Regions from separate parts of the Sus scrofa genome. Here regions 2, 3, 4 and 5 are each linked to region 1. Evidence: chromatin contacts called from public Hi-C, HiChIP or PLAC-seq and promoter capture Hi-C data. All regions are on one chromosome and are shown on one strand. Each heading gives the region's core, a stretch centred on a gene start, on an enhancer-like site or on the middle of the called end of the contact. The rest is flanking DNA. Distances are from core to core; before and after follow the strand shown.

The links. Promoter capture Hi-C pulls out the DNA fragments that hold promoters and counts their contacts. A called contact is a pair of places that touch in the nucleus more often than the background predicts. HiChIP or PLAC-seq counts read pairs in DNA pulled down with a chosen protein or histone mark.
Region 2: a promoter capture Hi-C map of liver shows a contact between it and region 1, with 2.0 times the contacts expected there. The contact joins the promoter of PRPF3 here to the promoter of ENSA in region 1. A contact is called at or near these places in 2 of 5 promoter capture datasets (fetal liver and liver), 1 of 47 Hi-C or Micro-C datasets (embryonic fibroblasts) and 1 of 2 datasets of contacts at active chromatin or transcription factors (alveolar macrophages).
Region 3: a promoter capture Hi-C map of fetal liver shows a contact between it and region 1, with 2.9 times the contacts expected there. The contact joins the promoter of SETDB1 here to the promoter of ENSA in region 1. A contact is called at or near these places in 2 of 5 promoter capture datasets (fetal liver and liver), 13 of 47 Hi-C or Micro-C datasets (alveolar macrophages, blood, brain and 8 more) and 2 of 2 datasets of contacts at active chromatin or transcription factors (alveolar macrophages and skeletal muscle).
Region 4: a contact with region 1 is called in a Hi-C map of skeletal muscle, with 1.8 times the contacts expected there. The contact joins the promoter of RPRD2 here to the promoter of ENSA in region 1. A contact is called at or near these places in 2 of 47 Hi-C or Micro-C datasets (embryonic fibroblasts and skeletal muscle) and 1 of 2 datasets of contacts at active chromatin or transcription factors (alveolar macrophages).
Region 5: an H3K27ac HiChIP or PLAC-seq map of alveolar macrophages shows a contact between it and region 1. The contact joins the promoter of CTSK here to the promoter of ENSA in region 1. A contact is called at or near these places in 1 of 5 promoter capture datasets (fetal liver), 2 of 47 Hi-C or Micro-C datasets (embryonic fibroblasts and epiblast stem cells) and 2 of 2 datasets of contacts at active chromatin or transcription factors (alveolar macrophages and skeletal muscle).

The regions. Positions count from the first base shown.
Region 1 is chr4:98,526,542-98,529,392 of Sscrofa11.1, forward strand. ENSA (alpha-endosulfine) reads left to right here and starts at 1,361. Exons shown (of 4, transcript XM_021089895.1): 1 at 1,361-1,560. The coding sequence starts at 1,507.
Region 2 is chr4:98,770,152-98,773,002 of Sscrofa11.1, forward strand. It overlaps PRPF3 (pre-mRNA processing factor 3), which reads right to left and starts at 1,480. Exons shown (of 16, transcript NM_001135965.1): 1 at 1,454-1,480. LOC110260326 (a long non-coding RNA gene) reads left to right here and starts at 1,622. Exons shown (of 2, transcript XR_002343444.1): 1 at 1,622-1,854; 2 at 2,392-2,643.
Region 3 is chr4:98,291,660-98,294,510 of Sscrofa11.1, forward strand. It overlaps SETDB1 (histone-lysine N-methyltransferase SETDB1), which reads right to left and starts at 1,411. Exons shown (of 22, transcript XM_005663488.3): 1 at 1,253-1,411; 2 at 98-368. The coding sequence starts at 357.
Region 4 is chr4:98,733,214-98,736,064 of Sscrofa11.1, forward strand. It overlaps RPRD2 (regulation of nuclear pre-mRNA domain-containing protein 2), which reads right to left and starts at 1,393. Exons shown (of 11, transcript XM_013988087.2): 1 at 1-1,393. The coding sequence starts at 54.
Region 5 is chr4:98,391,638-98,394,488 of Sscrofa11.1, forward strand. It overlaps CTSK (cathepsin K), which reads left to right and starts at 1,389. Exons shown (of 7, transcript NM_214302.1): 1 at 1,389-1,512; 2 at 2,128-2,250; 3 at 2,336-2,491. The coding sequence starts at 1,390.

The DNA of each region.
Region 1 (2,851 bases), core at 111-2,610:
TGTTTCTGTTTTGGCAGGGACTCTGAACCTTCCTTTGAACCCCTATACCACTTTTATTAACAGTTTTATTTTAATGCTGACCAGACTTTGCCTCATATGATAAAAGCTGTGTTTTCTATGCTTCTCAAACTTTTCCATTAGAAGTATATCTAATTATACAGAAAAAATGAACGGAAAGCCCCAGGGCTGTCACAATAGGCTGCCTGGAATATTAATTTTTTTTTAGGGCCACACCCACTGCCCACGGAACTTCCTATGCTAGGGGTTGGATCCGAGCTTTAGCTGCCAGCCTATGCCACAGCCACAGCAATGTGGGGTCTGAGCTATATCTGCGACCTACACCACAGATCACAGCAACCCCGGATCTTTAACCCACTGAGTGAGGCTAGGGATCGAACCCGCATCCTCATGGATCCTGGTCAGGTTTGTTACCACTGAGCCACAACAGGAACCCCAAAATTAAATTTTAATGTGAATTTTTCAGTGTTATTATTAGACTGTTTTAATACTTAAATATGCTTTTTGACCAACACTCTAGGAAGATATGTCTATTTAACCTCAAGGATTTAGGGTACACCTGGCACTCTGTGAAAAACCTAACCCTCCCCACATGCCCACTAAACTAAGCTTTCTAGAGCAGACACTGCCTTACTACATATGTATCCCCTGTAAAAACAATACAGTGCCATCTACAGATGCTAAAAAAATACGGTTGAACTCTGACCCAGGATAGGTTAGCAAGTGTTAACTGTATTTACTAAATGTTTACCATGTACCTAGACATTTGTTGTTTCAAAAGAAGCTTATTCTTCATGGGACGACCCTGAACAAGTAAAAAAAACTGTACATAAAAGTAAAACCACGGAATGTAAGCCATCTGTGTTCTGCAAGGCGACTCAGTCTCTCCACATGGCAAGTGACACACTGGAGTAGTGTGGAGTACCACTTTAAAGTCCACTCTGACCTCTAAATTAATTTCTGGAGATTGATCATTTTCTGCTAACACTGAGCAAAGTTTAATCCTCTTTAACTGACAATAAAAGGCTTACATCCTCTCGCCCTGCATTTTGAAGCCCAGCAAAGCCTACTGCGCGCGGGGCGGTGGAGCGGAGGAAGCCTGACCCCACCAGAGCAGCAAAAAAAAAAAAAAAAAAAAAAAAAAAACCTAGCCGTACCGCCCCCTAACAGCCCCCACGGGTTTCCAATTGGTCCCTGTGGTTCATTCCCTTGGCAGATTGGCCTTCCAGCTTGCCCGTCGCTTCCACAGACCCCACATTTAGCTAGCAACTATTGGTAGATCGTTACGTCATTGCCCCATCTATCCTGCTCCCATTGGCTCGCACATGAAGGGGCGGTCATAACGTCACAGGCAAGAGCCGCCATTTTGACTGAGCAACCCTAGTGACAGGAGCCGAACAAGCCGCGCAGGTTGTCCCGTGTCCCCTCCCCCTTCCCTTCTCCAGTTGACTTCCCGGGTCCCCTACACTCCACAGTCCCGGCCCCGCCATGTCCCAGAAACAAGAAGAGAACCCTTCGGAGGAGACCGGCGAGGAGAAGCAGGTGAAATGGAGGGGGTGCGGGCGGGCAAGCTGGGCGACCGTGATGGGGCGGGAGACGATCTCCCACCGGTGCGGATTGGTCGCCATGGTCTCCGGCTCTGCAGGGGTTGGCCGCTTCTTGCGTCGTGCAGGGTGAGCCTCAACAAGGCCTGCTGCTTTGGCGCTGGTTAGTTGGGTGGCTTGTCATTCAGTGTTGTAACCTTTCTGATTGGCCAATGGGTCTTCGGCTCAGCCCTTTGGAGCTGTACTATAATTGGCCGAGCCTGGGCGCGGGGCGGGTGTTTGGAAAGACTCGGTGAATGAAAGGGGGCTGGTGGTCCCAGGATTCTGTGTGTTACTGGTTAGTAGGGGTAAAATGACCCAACATCTAGGCAGGGGCCCGCATTCTAAATCCTCAGAAGATACAGGTCGAGGGAAAGAAGTTTAAAAAGGACCACATTGGGAGAAGGGAGAAGCGGAATTATTATCATGGCTAGTTTAAGACAGCAACTTTCTCGAGAGACCTATTTTGACCACTGGGGATGGCCTGTTGCCCACCTTCAAAGAAGACCGAATAAGATTGAAGAGGACTAGGGCTCTGAACAGAATCACGGAGGTTAATCCTAGAAAAGACACCGAGACAGTAATGACAAAGAAAGACGCCACAATATTCTCCCCAGACTTCCAACTCAGGGGGACTTAGTTCACCCGCAGTTATGCGATGAAAACACGTCAACCTCTTTGGAGATTTGTATTTGACATAACATTTAGTATTGGACTCGGGGATTCATGATATATACCTGGTGTTGTATCTGCCAGTTTTCCAAGAGAAGTGAAAGTAAATCCATTTTAAAAAGAGCCACAGATTGGCTTCAAATCTTTTTTGAAAAGTCACTAAAGAAAAGGGCAGCAGGGCCCACGAAAAGTAAGAAGAGTAACAACGCAGTAAGAGCCCCTGCAAGCTAATTGGGCTCTTGGCATGTTACCCAAACTTCCATCACTTGCCCCACTAGGAAAGATGTTGATTTTTTAGCAAAGCTGGTGGGTAAATGCTAGTGGACCTACTGTATCATGATTTTCCTGAAGTTAAAAACTGTCATTTTAATCCGTTTACTTGTCACCTTCCTATGACAATGTTTATGGAATTGCTGAAGCAATGCTGTCTTGTTACTAAGGTGAAGATTTCTGGAGAAGGCCACAGAGTTATGCTCCTCCAAAGAGAGACTTTTCAGATAACCAGCTTAGAAGGGAACATCTCAGGAGAGTTATCCACTTTGATATCCCATTTGACCTGTATTACGTGTTAGGGACAG
Region 2 (2,851 bases), core at 230-2,729, 240 kb after region 1:
AGAAGAAAAAAAAATTACACTGTACCTTTTAGGAGAAAAGATATCTTAAAACTTTTTTTGCCCCCCTTGGGCCGCTCCCACGGCATATGGAGGTTCCCAGGCTAGGGATCTAATCGGAGCTGTACCCGCCGGCCTACGCTAGAGCCACAGCAACGTGGGATCCGAGCCGAGTCTGCGACCTACACCACAGCTCACGGCAACGCCGGATCCTCAACCCACTGAGCAAGGCCAGGGATCGAACCCACAACCTCATGGTTCCTAGTCGGATTCGTTAACCACTGAGCCACGACAAGAACTCCGGTACAGTCTAATTAACTTCTGCATTCTTGGTAGGTTTATCCTCTATAAGACCTGTTGCTAAACAGTGTATTTAATTTTGGTATAACCATATGAAGCTAGTGAAGTCATGAAACTAGGAGTAAAAGATTTTGTGTCTTACTGACATGTTATATAATAAATCTATGATGGCTCTATTTACCCATCATGAGACAGCACTATAGCTTATCAATTTCAACATGCTAACTGTTCAATGCTCAAAAGAAGGGTATTCAGACAACATAGGGAGTGAAGAAAGAGCTCTTCCATTTACTAACCTTCTGTCAAGCAATTCCTCTGAGCCTCAGTTCATTCATCTTACAAAAGGAGGACAACTGCCATAGCTATCTGGCACTTAATTCATTCAGTAAGTATTTACTGCACAACAACTAAGTGTTAATGTAGTGGGATACTGCCAAGGATACATACAACAGTGAACAAAAGAGACAAGAATCCTCACCTTAGAGGGCTTATATTCCACTAGAACTGAATCATAGATTAGAAAGTTTAAGCCGTTTGAAAATCCAAAGCAATAAACGGGGTACCACTCTATAAACGAACCGTATGCCCAAGCACTATACTTATGTACTCAATTTCAACCCATTCCCTCCATAATATAACGTGCAGACTAAACAGTCAGTGGGCAAAAATCAAACTTCCAAATAGTAACTAGCTTTGTCATTAATCAGACGTTCAACAATAACTGCGTGGGGCGGGGTGGGGGTGGTTACGGTGTGGAGGGAGAGAGAGGAAGGCAGAATGATCTCAATGAGCAGGTAGCAGAATCTAATCTTCTGAAGGAATTCCTTACTTCGTGCTCTTCTTTGCTACAAGTCGAATTTCCTCCCTTAAACCCTATCCTTTGCTTTTTGCTCTCTCCATCTCTCTGACCGGACCCTTTCCCCACCTTGTTCTACCCAAACTCATCTCAGAGGTAGTCTCCTCACCCTGTCCCTTTCCCGCCCCCGCCCTTTTCCTCTCAACAATCTCATTCCAACCCGTTCTCGCACAGAACCTGGTTCTTTCCTCAGCCTCCTTTCTGTTGAACCTCCCGCCTCGGTCCTCCCTTTGGACTGAAACTTAGCCCCAGCCGCTAGGACCCGAGCATACCCTCTCTGGGCCCGGGGCCACTACTCACCTCACAAACTTCAGCCCCTGAGACGGAGCCCGAACGTTACACCGGAACCGGAAACCCTCCGACCGCCCTACGGCCTGCCGTCGCTACCGCCACGGCTGCTGCCTCGCCACGGTCCCACAACTTGTGACGAAAGAGGGCGGGGCCCCGGTTCGCGCAGCCGTAGTAGCTACTTTTCCGCGGCGGAGCGCATGCGTGGCGGAGCCGTAACGATTTCCCCCGGCAAGCTACTTGGCTCCTTCGGTTCCCCGTGCTAAACCTGTTAACTACATTAGCGCAAAATTAATGTTACCTGAAGCATAAATTGAGCTGCTTGTAGTATTCCCGTGGAGAATAAGTGCGCTAAGGCTATGGCTAGAACTAAAAGCAGAGCTTCTGCGTTTGGGCTAAACCTGGACTTTCTGGTAGGAAGTAAACTTCAGAGTAGTGATCGTTAGTATTAACCACTCTCTCCTTAGCCTTTGTCCTTAACAGTGGTGCCAAGAGACCCAGAAAACCGACTAGTGTGGGAGGAGTCTGAAGATAGTACCCTCTCACACACCTTTGTTTCTTTCTTCCATTCATTCGCAAAACAAATAATTGCTGGCAGTCTAGTACTTTTTAGGCCCCACCTGCAGCATATATAAATTCGGGTTAGGGGTTGAATCAGAGCTGCAGCTTCTGGCCTATGCCACAGCCACGCAGAATCAGAGCTAGGACTGTGACCTACACCACAGCTCAGGGCAACACTGGCTCCTTAATCCACTGGGCAAGGCCAGGGATGGAACCTGTGTTCTCATGGATACTAGTGGGGTTCTTTACTCGCTGAGCCAGGACAGGAATTCCTAATCAACCATTTTGGTCCTCAACTAATCCTTACCTAACAAGCACCTTTACTTCTTGCCAGCTCCAATTATAATTCTTTTCTTTTTTTTTCTTCCTTTTTACGGCCTAACTTGCAGAATACAGAAGTTGCTGGTCTAGAGGTTGAATCGGAGCTGCACCTGCTGGTCTGTGCCACAGCCACAGCCACACTGGATCTGAGCCGCACCTGTGTTCTACACTGCAGCTTGCTGCAACACTGGATCCTTAACCCACTGAGCAAGGCCAGTTTGATGTGGGATCAAACCCACATCCTCGTGGATACTAGTTCTTAACCCCAATTATAATTCCTCCAATTATAATTTTTAATAAACAACTTATTTAACTACCTGTAAGCTTGTAAGCCTCCCCAATTTTGTAGTCCAGCAGAACACGATTCAAGTGCTTCTTAAACCTGTGTCTCCCTCAGTAAAGAACTTATATAAAGCTAAACTCATGAAGTTCCCACTGTGGCCCAACAGGATCACAGCATCTCTGCAGTGTTGGGATGCAAGTTTGATCCCTGGCCTGGCACAGTGGGTTAAGGACCTGGTGTTAGGC
Region 3 (2,851 bases), core at 161-2,660, 230 kb before region 1:
GTAAGGTTTTACACATCTGTACCTTCTGAAGTATAAAGTGCACAATGTCATCAATAATTATGGACAGATTTCCTTCTATTTCTCAAAAGGTCCTTACTTGGATGCATCATCAAAGAGCTGGTCAACATGGGCCACCTCGGATTCCTTCTGTATTACCCAAGTCTCCAACTCTGCTAGTTGCTTCTTGCGCTGCTGTACACAGTCCATCTTTTCCAATTCTTCATCAATGAACTGTCGAAGTTCTTCCATAGAGATACCCAGTTCCTCAACGACTGCCTGTTGCAGCTCTGCAATTTCTTCAGACTCCATTGCAGCTGCTGCTGCATCCAAACCAATGCACCCAGGGAGGGAGGACATACTGTTGTCCTCTATATAGAGAGCAGGAAACTAAAATTACTATAACGACAATACAGAATTTCAGTGACCTAACAAAACTCATTTCTACTCTGCTATTTGTTACTCAAATATATATAGGTAGGTTTGATTCCATGTTCTTTCTCCCCATTCTCCAGTGTCTGAAGCTGAGATTTTGCAGTTCTCACCTCTTGCAGGCTAGACTACAGACCTGAATAAAACGAAAAAGTTTGAGAGGGCGTGGAGAACACATATTACGCAACAGGGAGCTATCTAAAATGTTTTAGGAAACTGAAGAGAATCAACATATCGAAGAGATTTCTGTGACCTGTGTTCTTTAATTAACTAATTTGATATATCCCTGTTTGCACACCATGACTAACCTGAGTAAATATCCCCACCTGGAGCAGAGGATTTGGTCTGTAACTCAATAATTTCTTTTTAATTACTTTTCCCCCTACATTACTTTGCTTTCACATGGCAATTTACATTTTTAAAAAGTCTGTAATACTTAAGCAGACAAAAGCTTGCAGCAAAGAGGTTTCCCCAAAGTGAAAAGAAATAAAACAATTTGGGAATAAAAAATGTGGCTGCCTCAAATCGTCAATTCAAACGCCCCCACACTTTGGTGTTAACTGCTTTCCTGATCAAACGGTTCAAACAAAACTGACGCCAGAATGCCGCGCGACCCCAGTGCCAATTTTCACCGTCTCCATTTTTCTTTTGCCCACACGCCGCCCCACCCCCGTGTTACTCATTTTAGGGGTGCGTCCCACCCACCCGCGAACCCAGCTCAACCCCGCCCCCGATAGTCTCTCAGGGAAGACTTCCTACCCATCCTCACCCGACCTCCCACCACAAACAAACCATTCGAGATAAGCCCTTGGTCTCCAAATACCTCAATTAACAGTGTTTCCCACACCTCCCTGCTTCCAGCTACGATGGCTCTTTCTCACCGACCAGACCCCACGATTCAGGGGTCGGCCTCGGTAGGAAAGAACGAAACCGAAGGGAAAAGGGAGCAGGGGGAGGGGAAGAAGCGTGAGGGAGGGAAGGGGAAGAAAAAAAAAAAAAAAAAAAAAAAGACGCCGGAAGCAAACCTGAGGCGCTGTTCCGGTCGCCACGACGGTAGCCTGACGGGGTCAAATTCAAAGAGGCAGGGCGCCCCTAAAAGGGTGAGAAACGCCGCCTAATACGCATGCGTCAAAGCGGAGCCTCCCGGAGCACACGTGAGAAGAGTCTGGCTAAAGTAGGCGTGGCCTGGGGTGCATTGCAGAAGCTCCGCCTCTTCCACCACTCCAAGTGGTGGCAGTATTGCCAAGAGCCAAAAAGGATGAAAAGTTGTCTTTTTGGCAGTTGCACAATATTTCATAATATGACATAATAACCCATATTTTGAAATCTAGTTTTCAGTTTTTAGCCACTACAAATCACTCAGCAATAAACATTAAAATGGAGTTCCCCCTGAGGCTCAATGTGTTAAGAATCCTGGGTTAGGAATCCAGCTGGGGCAGCTGGGGTCGCTGTGGAGCTACTTAGAAACCCAGGCGGATGAGTTGCCCTGCCATAATGAGAGAACGCTAGAGGGTCTCGCGCTGGCAATTAAAGTGACTCTGGGCACTTTAATTTACAACTCATTGGTTGGAAATGAGTCATAAGGCCCTACCCAAACACAGAGGGGCCAGGAAGAACATTCACTCCAGGGAGGGAGAACCAGATGTATTTGATGAATCAGCACTGTTGACTACCACGGAATCTCGTCATTGCTTTAATCTGCCCAGCTATCTTTACACTAACTGCACCTAACTTCATTAAAAAAATATATAAACCTGGGGAGTTCCCGTAGTGGCTCAGTGGTTAACGAATCCAACTAAGAACCATGAAACTTCGGGTTTGATCCCTGGCCCCACTCAGTGGGTTAAGGATCCCACATTGTGGTGAGCTGTGGTGTAGGTCTCAGACGCAGCTTGGATCTAGCATTGCTGTGGCTCTGGTGTAGGACAGCAGCTACAGCCCTGATTAGACCCCTAGCCTGGGGACATCCATATGTTGCCGGTGTGGCCCTGGAAAAGACAAAAAGACAAATAAAATAAAATAAAATAAAAAAATCAGTGTTGGAGTTCCCGACATGGCTCAGCAGTAATGAACCCGACTAGTATCCATGAGGAAGTGGGTTTGATCCCTGGCCTCGCTCAGTGGGTTAGGTATCTGGCTTTGTGAGTTGTGGTGCAGGTCACAAATGTGGCTCAGATCTGGCGCTGCTGTGGCTGTGGTGGAAGCTGGCAGCTGTAGCTCCAGTTGAACCCCTAGCCGGGGAACTTCTCTATGCCATGGGTGCAGCCCTAAAAAAACCCCAAAAGAATCACTTTTCTAGACCATCACTCTTTCCCTACAGAGTTAACTCCTCCCTCTGTGGTTCTTTTATCTTAGTTCCTTTCCACTTGTGAGTTATCTATGTGTGTTTTCTCTGCTGGTTTGTGATCAACTCAAGGCTAAG
Region 4 (2,851 bases), core at 143-2,642, 210 kb after region 1:
AGAGGCCGACGAGGAGGAGGCCTTACTGCTGCCTCCGCCGCCGCCGGCCGCCATCTTCCCAGTTTGCACAAGCGCTGCTGCTCCTCTGGCGGCCGCGGCGGCGGCGGCGGCGGCGGCGGGAGCCGGCAAAACAATCACTGCGAGTGCGTGAAAGCCGCAGGTGGGGAGGGAGGCCAGGGGGTGGAGATGGTGCACGCGCTAGGCTCTTCTGGAGGTAGGACGGGAGGACCAGCTGCTGGGCACGCTGGTGGCTCCTACACGTTGCAAGGAGGGGCTGCGGGTTTCGAAGGTTTATCAAAATTGTTCAAAGGATTGTGTTTAAACCAGTCAGTAATCTCGGAAGAAACGCAGAAAACACGTCCTGCAAAGCCTTTTCTAAACGCCTGGCCCAGAAATTAATGGTTTTATACTCTTCGGCTCTCAATGCTTAAGCCCCTTCCCCACACTCCTCTAAGAACGGGCGTTAATATCTTACAGTTAATACTACCCGACTGCCCCTTCAGCTGCAGAAATCTCTCTCCCCTTTAGGTCCTCTAACACAGGAAAGGCCCAAGGCTACCTAGTCAGGATTTTTTTTGCAACGCAATAGCAGCAAAGGGACAGCAACAGTATCGCGCACGCGCTGCTTGGCTCCGCCCCCCCGCTTCCTTCTCAACCTAGAAAGCGGAGGGAGGCGTGATGGCGGGGCAACCTGGCCAATCAAGGGAGAGGAACGAGAAGCGCGCGCAGAAGCCCACAAGCCCCAAGGGCTAAGGAGACACTCCGATTATTTGTGCGCCTGCGCAATAAGCCAGCGTGTAGCGGGTTGGGAGGAGAAACCTGGAGGGGAGGGTGAGGGAGTTGGTCAAACTAAGGAGAGGTTGGGGGAGGGGCTTCACCGCTCCACCCGGCGTTTTGCTTCCTAGCGAGGTCTCTCTCGGAGCAGTCCAGCTCACACAACAGGGCCGAGAAACTCCCACCGCTTAGCAGCCACTGTTACGTTCTGGCACCTGCAGCTACCGCCGCCGCCGCTGCTGGCAACTCCTTGGGGCATGGAACGCGACAAAGTACCTGGCAGCCATTTTGCCGTGTCTCAGACGATGCGCATGCGCCAGCTCCCTTGCGCCATTCACTACGCAGACTCCCAGACCGAGCAATATTTTACACTCTCCTTGGACAATACCATTTACAGCCACTTGACGTTGGATTATAGGGAAAGGAAGTAAATGAAGTGAAACGGAAAATTTCCCTGTAGAATTTGAGACGAGAAAAGAATAAAAGGCGAAGTAATCGCACCTTCACCAATTATGGTACAGTTTCATAACTGCATGAAACATAGTTTCCAAAAGACTTAGATATCTATTGTATTGATTAGCACAACCTAGATTAACCATGCCATCCCATTTTCCTATGTAAATCATCTGGACAGATTTGGAGGCTCCTGTGTTCCACTAAACACGTGTAATTATTGTATTTTAACTCTTTCACTCTCCCTAGTAGACTCAGGTTTCTTGAGGCGAGGAACCTGTTTTGTCAAGCTCAAATCTAGTATTTGTTAATTCAACAAAAAGTTGTCGAACGTCTTATGTCAAGTACAGTTTTAGACGTGGGGGAATACAGCAAAATGACAAAGTCCCTTCCCTCCAGGGCTTAGTGGCAGGAGACCATAAAAAATACATATATCAGGAAGTAATAATTTCTCTCAAGAAGCATGAAGCAGGGTAAGGGAGAGGAAGGGCACTGCACATATAACACTGTAAGAGAATGGGAGTGAGAGTTTGGTGATCAAGGATGGCTTCTGGTAGTAAGTGATACTTGATGTGAATGTTGAGAACAAGGCAACCAAGCAAATATGGGAAAGGGGGAAGAAAACATGGTGGCAGACAGAACAGCAAGTGTAAAGGACCTAATACAGGAATGTTTTGATACCTTAGAGGGAAAACAAGGAGGCCACTGTGGCTAGAGAAGAGTAAGAGAGGCGTCAAGTGGTAGAATATGAGATCTCAGAGATGAAGGAAAAGAGTTCACATAGACCCTGGAAGGCCACTGGAAGGACTTTGGCTTTTAACGTTGAGTTGGGGAGCAATTTTAAGCAGAGTGTTTTTAAGAAGAAAAGTTACATCGCATTCTTTTTAAAAGATCATGTTGGTTGTTGTGTGGAAAATAGATTTTGGGGAGTTCCCCGGAGCAGCAGAAATGAATCTGACTAGGAACCACGAGGTTGTTGTGTTCCTTCCCTGGCCTGGCTTAGTGGGTTAAGAATCTGGCTTTGGGAGTTCCCATCGTGGCTCAATGGTTAGTGAATCCGACTAGGAACCATGAGGTTGTGGGTTCGATCCCTGGCCTTGCTCAGTGGGTTAAGGATCCGGCGATGCCATGAGCTGTGGTGTAGGCTACAGACTTGGCTCAGATCCCGCGTTGCTGTAGCCACTGCTACAGCTACGATTAGACCCCTAGCCTGGGAACCTCCATATGCTGCGGAAGCGGCCCAAGAAATGACAAAAAGATAAAATAAAATAAATAAAAATAAAAGAATCTGGCTTTGCCATGAGCTGTGGTGTATGTGGCAGACGTGGCTCGGATCTGGTGTTGCTGTGGCTGTGGTGTAGGCCAGCAACTGTAGCTCTTATTAGACCCCCAGCCTGGGAACCTCCATATGCCTCGGGTGTGGCCCTGAAAATAAAAAAAAAAGGAAGTAGACTTTGGAGAGTTCCCGTCCTGGCACAGTGGTTAACGAATCTGACTAGGAGCCGTGAGGCTGAGGGTTCGGTCCCTGGCCTTGCACAGTGGGTTAAGGATCCAGCATTGCCATGAGCTGTGGTGTAGGTCCCAGTCGAGGCTTGGATCCCTTGTTGCTGTGGCTCTGGTGTAG
Region 5 (2,851 bases), core at 139-2,638, 130 kb before region 1:
TCAAAATGAACTTTATAGGCTTTGTGGATGAAAACTAATGCCCTTCTTAGGTCATTTCCTGGACAAATAAAATCTGTCTGGAAATCTTTAGGACTCCTTTTATGATTTGTAAATACGTATATGTGGTTGCTAGTGAAAGCAAAAAATATAGAGGATCCTTTGCCCAACCCTCAAAGAGTGGCCTCTTGGGGTTTTTGTTTGGGCCAAAGATATCAAAGGGTTAATTTACTAACAGGAAGAGAGGTTTGGGAGGTGGTAGCTCAGTACTTCCTACTCTTCAAGACATTTCAGTGCCCCTTAATACTCCAGATACTAAATGTTGTGCTGGACATTTTGTCAGTTTGCAAAGATCGCACAAAAATGGACGTAATTTGAAAATTATGCAAGCTGTGTGACTTGCTACAGACTAACTTGCGCTTAAAATGGAGGACACATAATTACAAGCCACCACAAGAAGTGAATGAAGCTAAACTTCTGAAAAGCTGTGTCTCTAATGATCATAGAACATTCCTTTTCTGTCTAACGTTCTTCTAGCAAACTTTGGTTCTGAGGTTTTTTGTCCTGTGAGGCAGATGCAGAGGGTTTTGTAGGGGTTTTGGTCGAAAAAGAAAGAAAAGCTTTCCTGCCCACAGCAGCTGGTTGAGATTAGGACAGTTTCCTGAAGAGAAAGGAGGAAGAAATACCTAAGAAGACAGAATACACCTGAGAGAGAAAAGGAAATGCTGTCAAAATTTCCCTTGTCCTCTCCTGGTAAGATCAGAAGCATCAGAATTTAGGCAAAGAACAAAAGAATGCCTAGAAATGATCAGGAAGCAAAAACTTAGCTGGAAATCTCTCCTTTGTGTATATTCTCCAACCCATTCATCCCATCCTGCATTTGTTTTTTCCATCTCCTTCAAGTCTGCATGGACATTGGAGCAGTTTTTGTGCTCATCCTGATTGTCCATTTTCTAAACCTTTTCTGGTTGTCTGTGCAAGTGTGTGTGTGTGGAATCTTCCTAGGTCAAAGTACTTGGAACCAGAGGTATCAGCACTCCATCCAAACCCAGACCCTTCCTATCACTGTTTGTTTTATCATATGGAAATCACCCTCAATTTTTCTGCTTTCCTTACAAAGCCTAGTTTTCTTCTGCCTCATGTTTCAGAGAAAGGGGTTTTTAACTTTGGGTTCATAAACTCCCCAGAATTATTGTGTGTGCATTCATTTTTCTGGTGAGAGGGACTACAGTGGGTTGCAAATTTTTGTTAGCTTCTCATGGAAGTCTGTGACCTAAAGATTAAGAATTACTGGTCTGAGAATATGGTTCCAGCTATTTCCTCATTCCCAAGCCAGGTTAGGAACCCCTTGGCAAATAGAAGTGTCTCCCCTAATTATCTCCTTCCCCCAGGATGTGGGGGCTCAAGGTTGTACTACTGCTGCCTGTGATGAGCTCTGCTCTATACCCTGAGGAGATACTGGATACCCAGTGGGAGCTATGGAAGAAGACCTACAGGAAGCAGTATAACAGCAAGGTGCCTGGGAACCTGGAGGGGAACATGGTGGGAGGGCTGGAACCTGAGACCTCCAATCCTAGGTTCCAGACTCCCTTCCTCAACCCAATACCTTAATTACCTCAAGCAAATCTGCCCCTGTTCCCTGACTATTAACATACACTTTTCTCTTTTTGGCCACACCTGTGGCATGTGGAAGTCCTGTGGGCCAGGGATTGAAACTGTATCATGGCAGTGACAATGCTGGATCCTTAACCACTAGGCCACCAGGGAACTCCTTAACATATACTTTCCATTCCTAATCCTCTATTCACCCTCCATCAAGTCTTACCCTTCCTTTTCTTTATAACTGCCTTATATTTCTCTTTCGGGAAGGCTTCTCAGATTAATGCGATTAATCCGTAAGCAGTTTTTTTTTTTTTCTATACATCTCTCTAGAGGTTTGTATCCTATTATTTGCATTTGTTTACGTATTTCTCTTTGTATGCTCTCAATCCCATGATTATTTCCCCAACTAGATTGTAAACTTCTGTGATTTTAAATTTAATCTCTTCTCCTAAAAACCTGCATGGTATTAGGTATGTAACTTTCTACACAGGATACAGTCTATGCCAATACTGACAATGCTCTGTGTAGGTGGATGAAATCTCTCGGCGTTTAATTTGGGAAAAAAACCTGAAGCATATTTCCATCCATAATCTTGAGGCCTCTCTTGGGGTTCATACGTATGAACTGGCCATGAACCACTTGGGCGATATGGTGAGTTGAGCCTCAGCTCCTGGTCTATCTGCCCTGTTTGCCTTGGTTCCTTTCTTATGCCTGGCTTCTTTCTTCTTTGTACCAGACCAGTGAAGAAGTGGTTCAGAAGATGACTGGACTCAAAGTACCCCCCTCTCATTCCCGCAGTAATGACACCCTTTATATCCCAGACTGGGAAGGCAGAACCCCAGACTCTATTGATTATCGGAAGAAAGGATATGTTACTCCTGTCAAAAACCAGGTACCCTCTTTTTTCTTGGGTGTGAGTATATAAGCTGGCATGACTGCTTCCTTTTTCTGTTTCTTTATCTTAAGGTAGGAGGACACCAGGAGAGAGGGCAAAGAATTAATTTACCTCTTCCCCTGCTAAGAGAATAAATAAAGCCTATTCTGTTATTTAACTCATCAGCATTTTTTTTTTTTTTGGCTGTCCTGTGACATGTGGAGGTCCCTGGCCAGAGATCAGACCTGACCTGAGCCGCAGCTGCAGCAATGCCAGATCCTTAACCTACTGTGCCTGGCCTGGGATTGAACCTGCATCCCAGGGTTCCCAAGATGCCACAGATCCTGTTGCTCCACAGCAGGAACACCTCATCACCTA